Linked DNA regions of Danio rerio: regions 1 and 3 are each linked to region 2. A link is a contact called in public Hi-C and HiChIP or PLAC-seq data. All regions are on one chromosome and are shown on one strand. The core of a region is the stretch at or near the end of the contact, and the rest is flanking DNA. Distances in the headings are between cores, read along the strand shown.

What was found. A called contact is a pair of places that touch in the nucleus more often than the background predicts. HiChIP or PLAC-seq counts read pairs in DNA pulled down with a chosen protein or histone mark.
Region 1: a contact with region 2 is called in a Hi-C map of hematopoietic stem cells, with 2.4 times the contacts expected there. The contact joins the promoter of rreb1b here to the promoter of dnajc1 in region 2. A contact is called at or near these places in 2 of 18 Hi-C or Micro-C datasets (hematopoietic stem cells and an unstated tissue).
Region 3: a contact with region 2 is called in an H3K4me3 HiChIP or PLAC-seq map of embryo, with 2.4 times the contacts expected there. The contact joins the promoter of hhatla here to the promoter of dnajc1 in region 2. A contact is called at or near these places in 2 of 4 datasets of contacts at active chromatin or transcription factors (caudal fin and embryo).

The regions. Positions count from the first base shown.
Region 1 is chr2:24,221,427-24,225,748 of GRCz12tu, reverse strand. It overlaps rreb1b (ras responsive element binding protein 1b), which reads right to left and starts at 2,779. Exons shown (of 13, transcript XM_678293.11): 1 at 2,454-2,779.
Region 2 is chr2:24,394,743-24,399,397 of GRCz12tu, reverse strand. It overlaps dnajc1 (DnaJ (Hsp40) homolog, subfamily C, member 1), which reads right to left and starts at 1,514. Exons shown (of 12, transcript NM_001077535.1): 1 at 1,240-1,514; 2 at 181-282; 3 at 41-87. The coding sequence starts at 1,392. It also overlaps a transcript of bmi1b not described here.
Region 3 is chr2:24,572,134-24,576,794 of GRCz12tu, reverse strand. hhatla (hedgehog acyltransferase like, a) reads left to right here and starts at 1,353. Exons shown (of 12, transcript NM_200887.1): 1 at 1,353-1,487; 2 at 3,987-4,099. The coding sequence starts at 3,994.

The sequences.
Region 1 (4,322 bases), core at 1,530-4,029, 170 kb after region 2:
ACTTAAAAACTGCTTGCATAACTTATAAAATTAAGTTAGAACATGATTAACTTAGTTCATTAAGTTACAATGAACTAAAAACATATGTCGTCATGACTAATTGTTAATATGTTTTTACAGTGTAGAGAAATGGTTCTTTTGAAATGTTTTTACAGAGCAGTTCTTAGTTTCCCTAATGTGGTATTTAAAACCTTTATATTAAAAACATAAACCCTCTAGATCAGTGGTTCTCAAACTGTGCTACGTGTACCACTAGTGGTACGCAAGCTTCCTTCAAGTGATACGTGGAGCAATCGCTGAATAATTACGCACTTTTACCCCTTTGATGCATACGATAACCCTGGTCAGTAAATCAGTAAATTGATTCTAATAGGCTAAACCTTTTATTTTATTTTCAATTTTCTAATGTTTGTTTTGTATTTATCACTTAAAGCTAATTTCCTCTCCATATTTGTAATGGTTGTCGGGGACATATCCTGTATTTTTATATCCCTATGTTGACAGGTATGGCTTTAATCACTTGCTTTTCTGACACACCATTGCACAGTAAGCGGATCTAAATTTTAATTTAAGTATGTAAATAAAATTCATATATTTAACATACAAGTTAATGTTTAGATTTCAAAGATACATGTTGCATGTATATATATGAATTATTTTCTATTTAAAAATGTATCAAAAAGATTATACAGGAATATGACGACATATAGCATATTTACAAGGTCCAAGGAACGTTTCCAAGTTTTAATAAGTAGGCTACTATATGATAATACTAATTTACATTTAAGTTCAGCAGTTTTCTTTTTACTTTTTAAGAACAGTGCAATTTTTAATTAACTTTTAAAAGCACATTTTAATATAATGTTGGCGTTTAATTTATTTTTTTACCGGTAAGCACAGTGCAGTGTTCATGTTCAAACTATTTAAAATGTTTAAAGTGCCTGACAATAATAAAGACAATTGTTTTCTGAGGTGGCACTTGGTGAAAAAAGTTTGAGAACCACTGCTCTAGATTATGCATTTTTCACATTTAAAATACCATTATTAAATCATTTTATGCAGAAGATACTGTTTATTGAATTATTTGCTACAAATATAATTTATTCCTTATTATATACAGCCCATGGTCTCTCTGGACCCCCTGGAGTCCTTTAGGGACCCCAGGCTGACAACCCTTGTTATAAATTATATACCACAGTTTATATACTCTAAATCATCATAAACAATAACATATCATTGATATTACAAGGTGACAATGTAAGAAAGCTACACACAGAAATAATTTATAAATAAGTTTTAAAAAATACTTTTATGGCTACTAATGACATGTAACAGAGTACTAAAAGTTTCATAGTGCCCCAAAATGTACAATTTACTACTTTGAAACACTAATATACAACCTAAGGATAGATAAGTAACAAACTTATAATGTCATCAAATCTGCCTCAGCTGTTGCACCCATAAATGCACCGTGCAAAACAACCATGATGCAGATTAAAAGTCAACAAACTGAGAGGACGTAGCGAGTAAAAGATGCTGCCGCTGCAGGCCTCCTGGAGCCCAGTGTTGAATTTGGTAGAGGAATGTGAACTGCTCATCCGGATCTCTGCACATTCAGACTCTCCAAAGAGACGCGAGGACGAACAGAGGATGATGGGAGGAGGAGCGCACGAGCACAGCCTCTACCGAAACACCCGCACCAAAAACCATGCATCCGACTAATTACACATCCCTCATTCAGATTGTTAACGCTCTTTCGTCGATGTGGACGCTTGGTTCAAATATAAAACACGACTTTTCTTGTAGCGCCGACTTTATTCATCTAATGCAGCAAACCCAACCCAAAGAGTCACGACGACAGCGAACTTCCTCCTTTAAAACTTCTGACATTCCCAAACACCAAGTTTGCAAAGTGTGACACACGAAAAGATGCTGCTCTGTGAACAATTATTACTTGTGTTTGGTGACAAAAAAAGTCGAAAGAGCAAATGAAACGTAAATACAACATGTCCCGACAAGGTCAAAATATAAAGGGAAGCGTGTCCAACCCCCACGCGTTAGCCTCGATCAAAGTTCATGTGGATGCTTCGCTTCACTGTAAAACACTCGCTTTCGAACTTTTATACGAACTAAACTTTATTTCGTCAAATGAGAGATAAAGCCACACTAGTGACATTGGGTTTGTGGTGGAATAAAGTGGTTAATTTGACTCAGGTATGCCTGTTGAATACATGTGCGCTGTGAATTCCTGTAGTCAGGCGTTCAACCTTTGGATGCGAGAACGAAACGAGGAAGCACAAACCCCGTGCGAGGAAGAAAAAAAAGATCGGACATCATCTCAACATCTTCGGCCTTCCAAGTTTAAAAACTTCCAACAAAGTGTGCATCCAACAAAGTTTAGAAGATGGAGAGCGTAAACATCAACAACAAGTAGAAAAGAGCTCAGTACTTACGCATGACTTTGTCGGGGTTGGGCTGGCTGCGCGGAGACATGGTGATGGTGAAAAGAGTGATGATGGACTTCGAAAAAAAAACTGCAAACTTGTTCCGGAGAGCGATCAAAATGGCGTATTTGAGGATGTGCAAAGTTCGCCAACTGAAAACTTCGCATCGCCCGCGGTGTTAGCTCCCTAAAGGAATGATGACCATCGAAACTTCCGACGAATGAGGGTCAGAAAAGTGACTTTTTCCTCAAAGTGTGTTCCTGAGCGCTGCTCAGTGAACGTGATAAGTAGACGCATCACGTGTTGCTGTAGTCTCCAAGGGGACGTGTGTTACTGAGGCTGCCACTGGAGTTCAGCTGTGAGCATCTCTACGGGAGGGGCGGAAACTTCACTCCTCCAGCCTCATCCGATTGATCATTCACGATAGATAGATAGATAGATAGATAGATAGATAGATAGATAGATAGATAGATAGATAGATAGATAGATAGATAGATAGGATTGTGCTTAATACACGCATATTTTATTATATTTCTATGTCTAAATGTATTATGTAAATTGATTATGATTAATAATAGAAACCAATTAAATGGTAAAACAGTTAAAGTGACGGAACGGAACCCCAGTATCAATATATAATCAGACTATAGATGATGCAACACACCTCGCGCTTTGGCGCCTTCTTGCTATCACAAGACACACACCTGTTGCTCGTCATACTGTAATGGATCATTCGTCATCATGCCAGACAGTAGCCTATACTATGGAAGGGAATGTAATAGTCTCAGAGGCAAATGATGAATTAACTGCTGAGACTATTGTTTAAAAACTCGTGCTTTCCTATTTGAAAGCTGGAATGTAACAAATGGATCTTTATAACTACACTCTAAAAACGTTAAGTTATTTATTTAACCCAGTGGTTGAGTTAAACATATTTGGTGCTTTGTTGGGTTATTTTTAACCTTTATTAGGTTTTTTTTAATAACTCAACTAGTTGAGTTAAATATTTGTTGCTTTGTTGGGTTATTTTTAACCTTTATTTACCTTTATTTAACTTTTGTTTTATTTAATAACTCAACCAGTTGGGTAAAAATTTTGAATTTCAACAGTCAATTGATTTAACTGACACAACTCAGCTGGATTAATGTGTGCATAATGTTGTTTTAGCAATAAAAAGTTTATTTAAACTATAACGTAAAATATTGTTGTTATTTTTTTATCAAATTACCTCTCCGTGTTGTTGTTTTTTTTATCCGTTTCACCATCCAAGACCATCTTTTAGAAGCATTTAGATGTGCTTAAAATGTATTGTACATTGTGAACACGGAGTGAAGCCTGTTGCAGCTGCTGGAGAGTCTCTACAACACACAGAGATTCTGCTCTATCAACACATGAATTTCTGCTTGGACAGTTTATAACTGTCTGCTTTTTGTTCTGTTTGTTCATTGTTTGTGATTCTTATCATTTATTTTACCAAAAGTGTCTGGAACTAAAATGTAATGGAAATAAAGCATTTTTTAATGTTTTTGGGGAAAAAAAAGTCATTTATTTACACAACCATACTTATAAAATTAATAGTAGTACTAGCAATAGTGATACCGGAATGAAAAAAAAACATGTTATAAAAATAATTCAATGCATTAGATTATATATAATAACCTTAAGCTAACCTTATAAGCTATAATAACCTATAGTTGGGTTATATGTTGGGGTATTTTTAACTAAAACTATTTTAACAGAGTAGGTTAAATGGCATTTTGAAACTTTGTTTGTAGTCTTGCTATTTTTATTATTTTTGTAAATAATAGTCTCAAAAATAGCCCCTATAAAATTATATCAGGAAGACCTAATCATTTATATGCTTTTGTAATTTTCTTT
Region 2 (4,655 bases), core at 265-2,764:
AAAAATAAAAACATTTATGCAAGCAAGTAGCATATTTTACCTTTGCCTTCTTTCCTCGTCCTTGAGAACTTCATAGATGGCAACTAACTATTGGATGACAAGAAATTTCAACTGTAATTTACAGTATTCCAAATAATTACATTATTCCAACAACGCTTTTAAACACAACAAAACACCAACCTGTCGAAACTGGTTTTCTGCATTTTCATCTTTGTTTTTATCAGGGTGCAAAATAAGAGAAAGCTTTCTATATGCCTTCCTGATCTCAGAAGAGGATGCATCCTGTTAGAATCAGAATCAACATTAAAATAAATAATTAACTGCCAACATTGCCAATCAGAAACGTATATAATCTAAAATTTACACTGCAGAACATGCTGAAAAACACAATTCATGCTTAGGTTCATGTTCGTAGTAGTAGTACACATTGTATGACTGGACTGGATTTTGTCAGAATTGAATTGGCAACAACAAAAAGCTTCTTTGCCATTACATTTTCATACATTGAGAATAAAAGACGTGACAAATACTGTCATGCTGTAATCCGAGGGTTTATACATGATGGTAAACAATGAGGACTACCGTTAGTAACTAACCAGCTAACTTACCAGCTGTTTATACTGTTACAGGATGCAGCTCTGGTTTTACAGCCTGCACAAACTAACGTAACGTTAATAACGGTGTCGGAGTAGCTGAAAACTAAAATACAGATGTCTTTTAAAGGGAAAAACATCTTCAATTTACATCAGAATGAATTAAAAACTGAGCGAAGGTCGAGCCGTATTTACTTGCACTGTTGACATTGAGCGAAAGTTAAACTAAATGCTAAGTTAGTTTATACAAATAACGGGTCGCGATTCAAAAAAGTAACGTTAGATCCCTCAGCAACCGAGCCGCGAAATTAATCGCTCAAATGACCGTTTGCGTGCTGAGTAATGACACGTCATGTTGTGTTGAACAGGCCCACAGCCTGGAGGTTTCTTAGTGAATGGCCACCGCCGACCAAGGTCTGCAGGAGGCAGAGTACTTTCACAGCCACCCCGAGTCTGGAGACCTTCTAGTCAGGCTGCAAAGAGCGATTCAGCTAACAAAAACGGGTTTGTTTAGTTTGGTGAGAGTGCAGTCGCGCTAAACGTACTGAAGGCGACGCTGCGACACGTTAACGTATATCACATTAAACATTACCGACAGCGTTTAAACGGCGCAGGTGACAAATCTGAAAGATTAAATCAGTCTTACCTGATTAACCGACAGGAACTCGTAAAATGTTTGAGGGATTTCCTCCACTAGGTCGAAAAGCTCCAGGTCTGCGTCCCATGCTAACGTCGGCGTTGGCTGAATCACGAGCAGCCCGGAGAACAACGCTACCGCAATGATCCCGGGCAAAGCCATGTCTGATTTTGTAGGCTATATTCGCGAAGGTTTACCACCCACTATCCATTTGGAGACCCTTGATTTCGAGAGGATATCAGCCTAACCTCCCGTCTTTTAGCTCAGACAGGCCCATAGCTTGAGCTCAGCCTGCTGTACGTGTGCGCTTTCACATGCAGCCGCCACAGCGCGAGCCAATAAGCACGAAAGATCTAGTGACACGGTGCGTCTTGCCCACCCATATAAGCTTTTCAGGACGTATGTGTCTAAATTGCTGTTGTTTCTTAATATATTAATATAACAAAATTGAGCATTTTTATCCCGGTAGATGCAAAGTCATCTCCCTTAAAACATAATGTTGATTTCGGCCTCTTACATTTGCCAGCCACTGATATAACATTCTCTTTATTGACTTTCCTTTTTTAATATCCCAATTGTAAATTTTAACAGTTCAAACATGTAGTCACTAGTCTCAGAGTTCTCAGAGTTAACATTGTTCATGACTTCACTCTGAAAAAGGTTATTGGCATCATTATTTCCAAAAACAACCTTTAACGTCTCTGAAACCTTTTATTTTCTCAAGAGGTTCTTTAAAAGCGTAAAATGTCCTTTAGATCATTACAGTGTGCTTCACACTAAATCAGTAGCTCTTTTAAAAGCCATTGAACGGTTGTTTGGTCGGGTGGTTGTTTATAATGCAGAAACCATTTTTGGAACCTGATTATTTGTTTGTTTATTTATTTATTTTATTTTTTTAACAGTGTAGTGCTGTTTGTCGTTAAAAACAGTCATTTTTGCGACGTTACAACATTTCAATATATTAATATATTCATCCTCCAGTCCTTCATCCACAGTCCTTGTTGTGTCCACAATGAAGTTCAGATTTATGAAAGTTAATTTAATCAAAACTGTGATATACTGTAGTTAACAAGCCAGTATTGATTTCGCGCAACATTAAACCCGGTCAATGACGCATAGCCTTTCTCAAAGTATGGCGAACAAAACAAAACTGCGTAAAAAATAGCCTAATTGCGATGTTGCTATAGATTGAGCATGAGAAATGGGATTTTTTTGAGATCGTTATGAGGTGTAGGCCTATAGCTAAATAAAATTTATAGATCATATGTAGGCCAAATACTCATTCATTCATTTTCTTGTCGGCGTAGTCCCTTTATTAATCCGGGGTCGCCACAGCGGAATGAACCGCCAATTTATCCAGCACGTTTTTACGCAGCGGGTGCCCGTCCAGCCGCAACCCTTCTCTGGGAAAAGGCCAACTACTAACTAGCGTAAATCAAAGATGGTTTAATGGTATAAATTATTTGCTGAGATTACTAGTTGCTTTCATAAGGCCTATGTCTTAAAGTATGGTTATGGTTATAAGTTATGTTTTAATAATTTGTGTTTTTTTAATTAACGGAAAGCCATTGTTACCTTTTGTCAGTTACAGCAGGACATGTAGGCTATACGTGATTAATTCAACAGCATCCTTTCTTAGGAAAACCTTTTTAAAAGGGGAAAAACTTATTTAAATTTATAGTCGGGAAACTCATGAGGGCGTCGTTGTGCTTGGTTAAGATAGAATAATCCAGTGCCATGCAATGACCTTATTTTAAGGATTTTTATAAGGGAAAAAAATTGGTTTAAGATAATATTTAATAGCACTTTGTTTAAATCTTGCCCTTTGTCGGTAAAAATATGTCAATAATTATTACTGAAAAGCAGTAGGCTATATGCATAACAATCTTTATTAATTTAAATATGAATAGAAAGGATTCGAAGTGACAAGCCTAAATTATTAAAGCGCGAAAGCCAAAAGCACAATAGATTTTTACAAATAGAATTATCGACTCTATAAACAATTAAAAATAGTTTGAGTAGATAAATGGCCACAGCCTATTGGTTAATTTTGTTTTTTGAACAGTTATAGACCTACAAATGTTCTTTACCCTTTTCATTATTTGTATAGGCTAAATCATCCAAATATATATCTTTGTCTATTTTCTTGTTCGCCTGTGGCAATTACATAACCTTCACTATTCCATCGGCTTTTGAATCACTTTTATTTTTGTATTTCCCATTTGGAAGCTTGCCCTGCGAATATGTCTCTTGCATTTAGTCGGTCATGTATCAAATCTAATATTATTTTTCTTTGTAGCAGTGAGCTAGAATCGAAAAGCAAATAAAAACTTAAATATAGGCTAATGAACAGAGTAACCTATTAATTATATAATGAGCTGAAAATCTACCCCACACGATATTCGGATAAAGTATAAACACAATTTTAACAATGAATGATTGTGCAGTAAACGATACAAGAAATATGATTCGCTGATGAACGCTGACAGACGGCCAAAACATTTTATTGTTACCTTTATAACCCAGTTATATTAGCAAATATAATCATGTCAGATCTTTTGTCAACACATTTTCAAACGATTAGCTGTAAACTATGAAAATGATATAATACGCATACTTATTGTTAATCGTGTCGGCTATTGTTGAAATTGTCAAATTTAATGCAAATGATCAAAATGCATAAAGACTTAAAGCGGTTCTATCGAGAAGTCTTGGCCTCCAGCTCTTATTGAGGTTTAACAAATCAATTTTGTGAGATCAGTAAACAGTCGATAATCAATAGAGTCAATAAAGTTTAAGCCATACAAAACACACTCTCTGGACATGGCCGTTTTTGGAAGATCTACATTTTTATTCGTCATTTGTGAAGGTTATTTAAAAATCGTTTATAAATTGTCATAGCCAGCCGAGATCAAACAACGCATAACTGGCTAAATGAAAGAGTTCGTGCTTTAAAATATGATTGTGTTAATGTGTAAAGAAGATGCGGTTGAACATCTTGACAGAAGCTTTATTGCGCACATAATATGTAGCCTAATACGAAACCTAGCAGCGAATTTGTTCTTCAGTTTAAAAAAAAGGAGAGCTTGCTGTGATTCCTCTGCCCTAGACTTGTTAGAAGTATTTGAAATGAAAGCCTTGAGTTGCTCTTCAAGATTTCGCGCTGTATTAACACCCGCGACTGAACTACAGCCATTTTGATGAGTCACATCTGTTGTCGAAATAAAAAATAATCATTGTGGTGACTTAAAGAGAACATTTTCGCGTAGTTGATGAAATTAGACGTAGATTAGCATTGCCAATGCGATCAATTCGTGGCATAAACGGATTGCTGTTTTTACTAAACTAGCTGTAGATTGTAGGCTATATGAAACTGTTCCGGTGCGTGCTATATGATTGAGTTTATATCGTTTTGCAAACCCATA
Region 3 (4,661 bases), core at 104-2,603, 180 kb before region 2:
CTCTGACTTTTCCAAACTGCAGTAAACCTTGAAACCAGTTATCATCCCATAGTACAGGTCAAAATTATGTTTCTTTTCTACATGAATCTGATACAATGAAAGGCAAAAAACATTTTGTCCACATTTTTATATTTTATTTTTACAAAGGTTATTTGAAGACACTCTACTTGCATTTAATATAGCCATAAGGAATTAACCGCCAACTTATCCAGCAAGGTTTTTACGCAGCGGATGTCTATCCAGTCGCAACCCATCTCTGGAAAACATCCAAACACACTCATTTACACTCATACACTACGGACAATTTAGCCTACCCAATTAACCTGTACTGCATGTCTTTGGACTGTGGGGGAAATAGCACCCTGAGGAAACCCACGAAAATACAGGGAGAACATGCAAACTCCCCACAGAAACGTCAACTGACCCAGCCGAGGATCAAATGAGTGACCTTCTTGCTGTGAGGCGACAGCATACTGCGCCACTGTATCGTCAGCCTACAAAAACACTTGTTTAAATGTATATGTGGGCACTAAAATGTGAGATTTTATTTTTATTTTTTTAAATCAGAGCAAATTTAACTGCATGAGCAAACATATTCTTTAGTGAATGCAAGATTGCTTTACATTTTCCAGACATAATTTATTTAGAAAGTTTTGACTGAACCAAGAGACATACTAAAAAAGTATGTCAAGACCATTCATTCATTTTTCTTCAGCTTAGTTCCTTTATTTATCAGGGGTCACCACAGCGGAATGAACCGCCAACTTATTCAGCATTTACACAGCGAATGCCCTTCCAGCTGCAACCCAGTACTGTGAAACACCCATACACACTCATTCACACACATGTGGCCAATTAAGTTTATTTATTTCACCTATACCACATGTATTTGGACTGAAACTGGAGCACGCGGAGGAAACCTATGCCAACACATGGAGAACATGCAAACTCACACAGAAAAGGCAACTGGACCAGCTCAAACCAGCGACTTTCTTGCTGTGAGGCAATAGTGCTAACCACTACGCCAGCGTGTCGCAGAACAAGATCAAAAGACTTATTTTTTTGTGAGAAAAGTACAAGTCCTAATCCCTAAAAGATTTCTGAAGTTTTTGCCGAAGAAACCAGTCAAGAAATCCACCATCCCATGGACAACAACAAAAGCAAGTCCTCCTCATGCATCCGGGCATCGCGCACCTGTACAATTTAGCGATGCTCCTTGAATATGTGCGCCTGCTTGACGGACAGTTCTGGTGCCTCCCCTCTGCAGTTCCCGTCCTGATTATAAATACACTCCGTCCACCCCCTCCCGCAACATCCACACCAGCTTCTGCTGCCTCTCAGTGCACCATCGGCACTGGCACACCGGGACGGATGTATTAGGGAGCAGCCCATACTCACCCCCCTTTTTCTTTCTTTTTTTTTCCAAATTTTGCGGGGGCTGACATCTGCCTTCAAACATCTGAGCGGCTGTGAAAGGCAGATACAAGGTTAGTACTGAGCAAGTGCACTTCCTTTTGATTTACTGTACTTACTGTAGGCTACGCGCTGTTGTAAACAGTCCCATGTATGGGTGGGTGATTAGAACTATGCAGCATCATTTACATTCCCCAGGGCTTTGATTTTGCGTGTTTATGAATTATTTGTACCGATACAAGTCTGATTGTAATGAAGCAAGGGGTTGTTAGTTAATTAAATGTACTTAAGAAATAAACTGACAGTCAAGAGGGCTCCTCGGGGAGTTGAGTGGCCGGTTTTGCAGACTCCCGAAGGATCTCCTGATGTGTGGGAGATCGCATTGCGCTGCAGCTGCCGCACTGTACACGAGCAACTGCTCGGGCTAAAATAGGAAGAGGTTGTACGGTGCAGCTGACTGTGCTGTTTCTGCGGAGCTGTGAAGTCAGACACTCCCATTTAAGTCACTGGCTTTTACGGTCTTGAGTTCTGAGAATTAGACTGGATGTGATCATTTTTGTTGTATAGCCTATATCCCTGTTGTGATTGCAAATGGATTGCTTAGCATCGTATTAGGGTTAGTGAAATGCGCAAAATAAAATGCGTCCTCATGTAAAATGTAGACTCGATGATCTTTAAAGCCTATAATTAGTGAGTGTCTTCACTGATGAAAAAAGACAGCTTTGGTGATTTTAAAACTTGACACACTGTTGATACAGTAACAAATACCATAGGTACTTTGTTGCTCTTTCAAGGCAAAAAAGGGCCTGCTGGAGTCCTGGAAAAGGTGTAAATAAATGATATATTAACAAAGTTTATGCTCATATATGAGATAAAATTGCCAATATCCCTTTGTTGTACCATTATAGGCTACACTGGTGTTGAATGTAAATATAGACCCACTGCTTCTTTATGAATTGGACTTTACAAACTAGTTCGGCTGGTAAGACATCTTGTTATATGAGTGTCAAGAACCATGCCATGTCTTTTGACAGTGTCACTTGCAAATTATGAATACTGTTTAAAAAATGTATTACCTTTTTTTACTCTATTAAATATATAAACATAATAGTTTTACTCCCAGAACATGCTTATTTTTAGGTTTATTAATATTAATATGCCCCCCTAAGAAGTCTTCTGTGACCGGACATGTTTGCCACCTGATATCATTGGATGCAAACTTCCCTCAGCCCATACACTGTAAAAAATTCTGGGTTTTTACACAATTATTTTTACACAATTTTACATTTTTAAAAAAAAATTTTTTACAAAGAATTTACAAGTTTTAAGTTTACAAGTTAAGAAATTTACAAATTTAAGTAGATTGAACATAAAACAATTAAGTTCTTCCATAAAAAAATGTGTTATTTTAGTTGGCTATATACACAGCAAGTGTTTTTTAGCCAATTATGAACTTTCGGTGAAAGTTTTATGTTTCATAAGGATCCTTTTACAGCATGGATGTTGTAATATAATTAAAATATAATCAGTTAAATAGACTTCATTCATTTGGTTGTGAAAGCACAAAAATAGACGAAAAACTGTTTAAACTCAGGCACCGTCATTAGCTGCTGTTCAGCGCAGAAACTCCATTGAAAATACTGGGGTAAAATTAATTTCCATGTGTGGAAATATAAAATTTAATGCAGTGCTTCATGTTTGGTCTGATATCCACTTTATATCGTATCTCAGCCGGGAAGTGAAGATTGCAGTTTTAAATACAAAAAATCTGATCTTTTTGTATGAGATGAAAATTAACATGAAGACCTGGGGCTGGCTGACTGAATTAAAAGTCAGTGTGCATAAACACCATTCATTTTGAACAAGCAGCAAAAGCAATTCTTTTGAGTCTATACCTTCGTAAGCTGTTGCTTCAGCATTTAATTATGTTTTTTATTTTCTTTTTAGAGCTAAAATTTCACACGTAGCATGAATAAACATTATTAAATTCCAAAAACTATTAATGTAGTGTTATTTGACCTGGTTGTAAAGTGTCTGAAAGAAGAGACGGATCAGTGGATAAACTGGGGAGTCAGTGACGTTTGACATGTAACTGCCAAAACAAATATAATTGGTTAATATAATATTTCACGACAAACAGATGAACAACAAAAAACTATTTACCAAGTGTTCATGACCATTATCATCATCATCATCATCAACTTCATCATCATCCTCATCCTCATTATCATCATCATCATCATCATCATCATCATCATCATCATCATCAACCACCACTTGTTGAAAACATGCTCAAGCTTCTTTTTTCTGCTAAACAAAGGAAGAATGTTGGCAACTGGTTTAAATTCACAGTATTTTCTACAACTAGTTAAAAAACTTTCTTCAAAATATAATTTGTGTTAGGAAAAAAAGTCATAAACACAACATCTAAGCATGACTCAATTCCTTTTTTGGGTAAACTTATCTAGAATCAGTAAGTTTTCATTGTATGTACCGTGTTTATTTCCTTCAGTGATCTTTGGATAATTTGATTATGAGTGTCAACAGATGTTAATGTTCAGACTTCTCTTAAGGTTAACCATGGGGATCAAGGCGGCCCTTCCCAGGATTGAACTGTACATCTACACTGCTGTCCTCGGTCTTGCACTCTTATGGGCAGCCAGCTGGATCATCGAGGCCTCCAGTGGTACACTTTATTTTTATCTCTTGCTTTTTCCTTACTATAATGTTCACGTCCATTACGGATGACCTAGAAAACAATGAATAAAGGTGTGCTTGAACTTGTTTGTTATGAATCAGAGCCTTCAGTTTTGTTTATTGAACTCCATGTTGGAATACTGGATCAAACCAGTCCTGCCACAGCCTTTTCTAAAGATTCCATTGATTATGTCTACTTTTCTGTGCATAAACAGAAACAGCAGTTTAGCCGATGGTCTAAATGTTACTGTCACACATTGATAACCCTAAACAACACTGGAGCCTAAATAAGACATGTTATGCAATTTTTATTATCTTACAAAGATTTGTCAGATTTTACAGGACCATTTTATAATCTCAAAATATATTTGAGAGTCTGGATTATCACATAGAAGCCTCTGAATACACAGGCTGGCAAAATTTACCTTATGTAATGCTATTAAATTCTGCTCTGGAGCTCACTCTGTTTGCTCGTGAATCAAGTGAATCTAATGTCAATTTTTTCCTATAATATAATATAATATAATATAATATAATATAATATAATATAA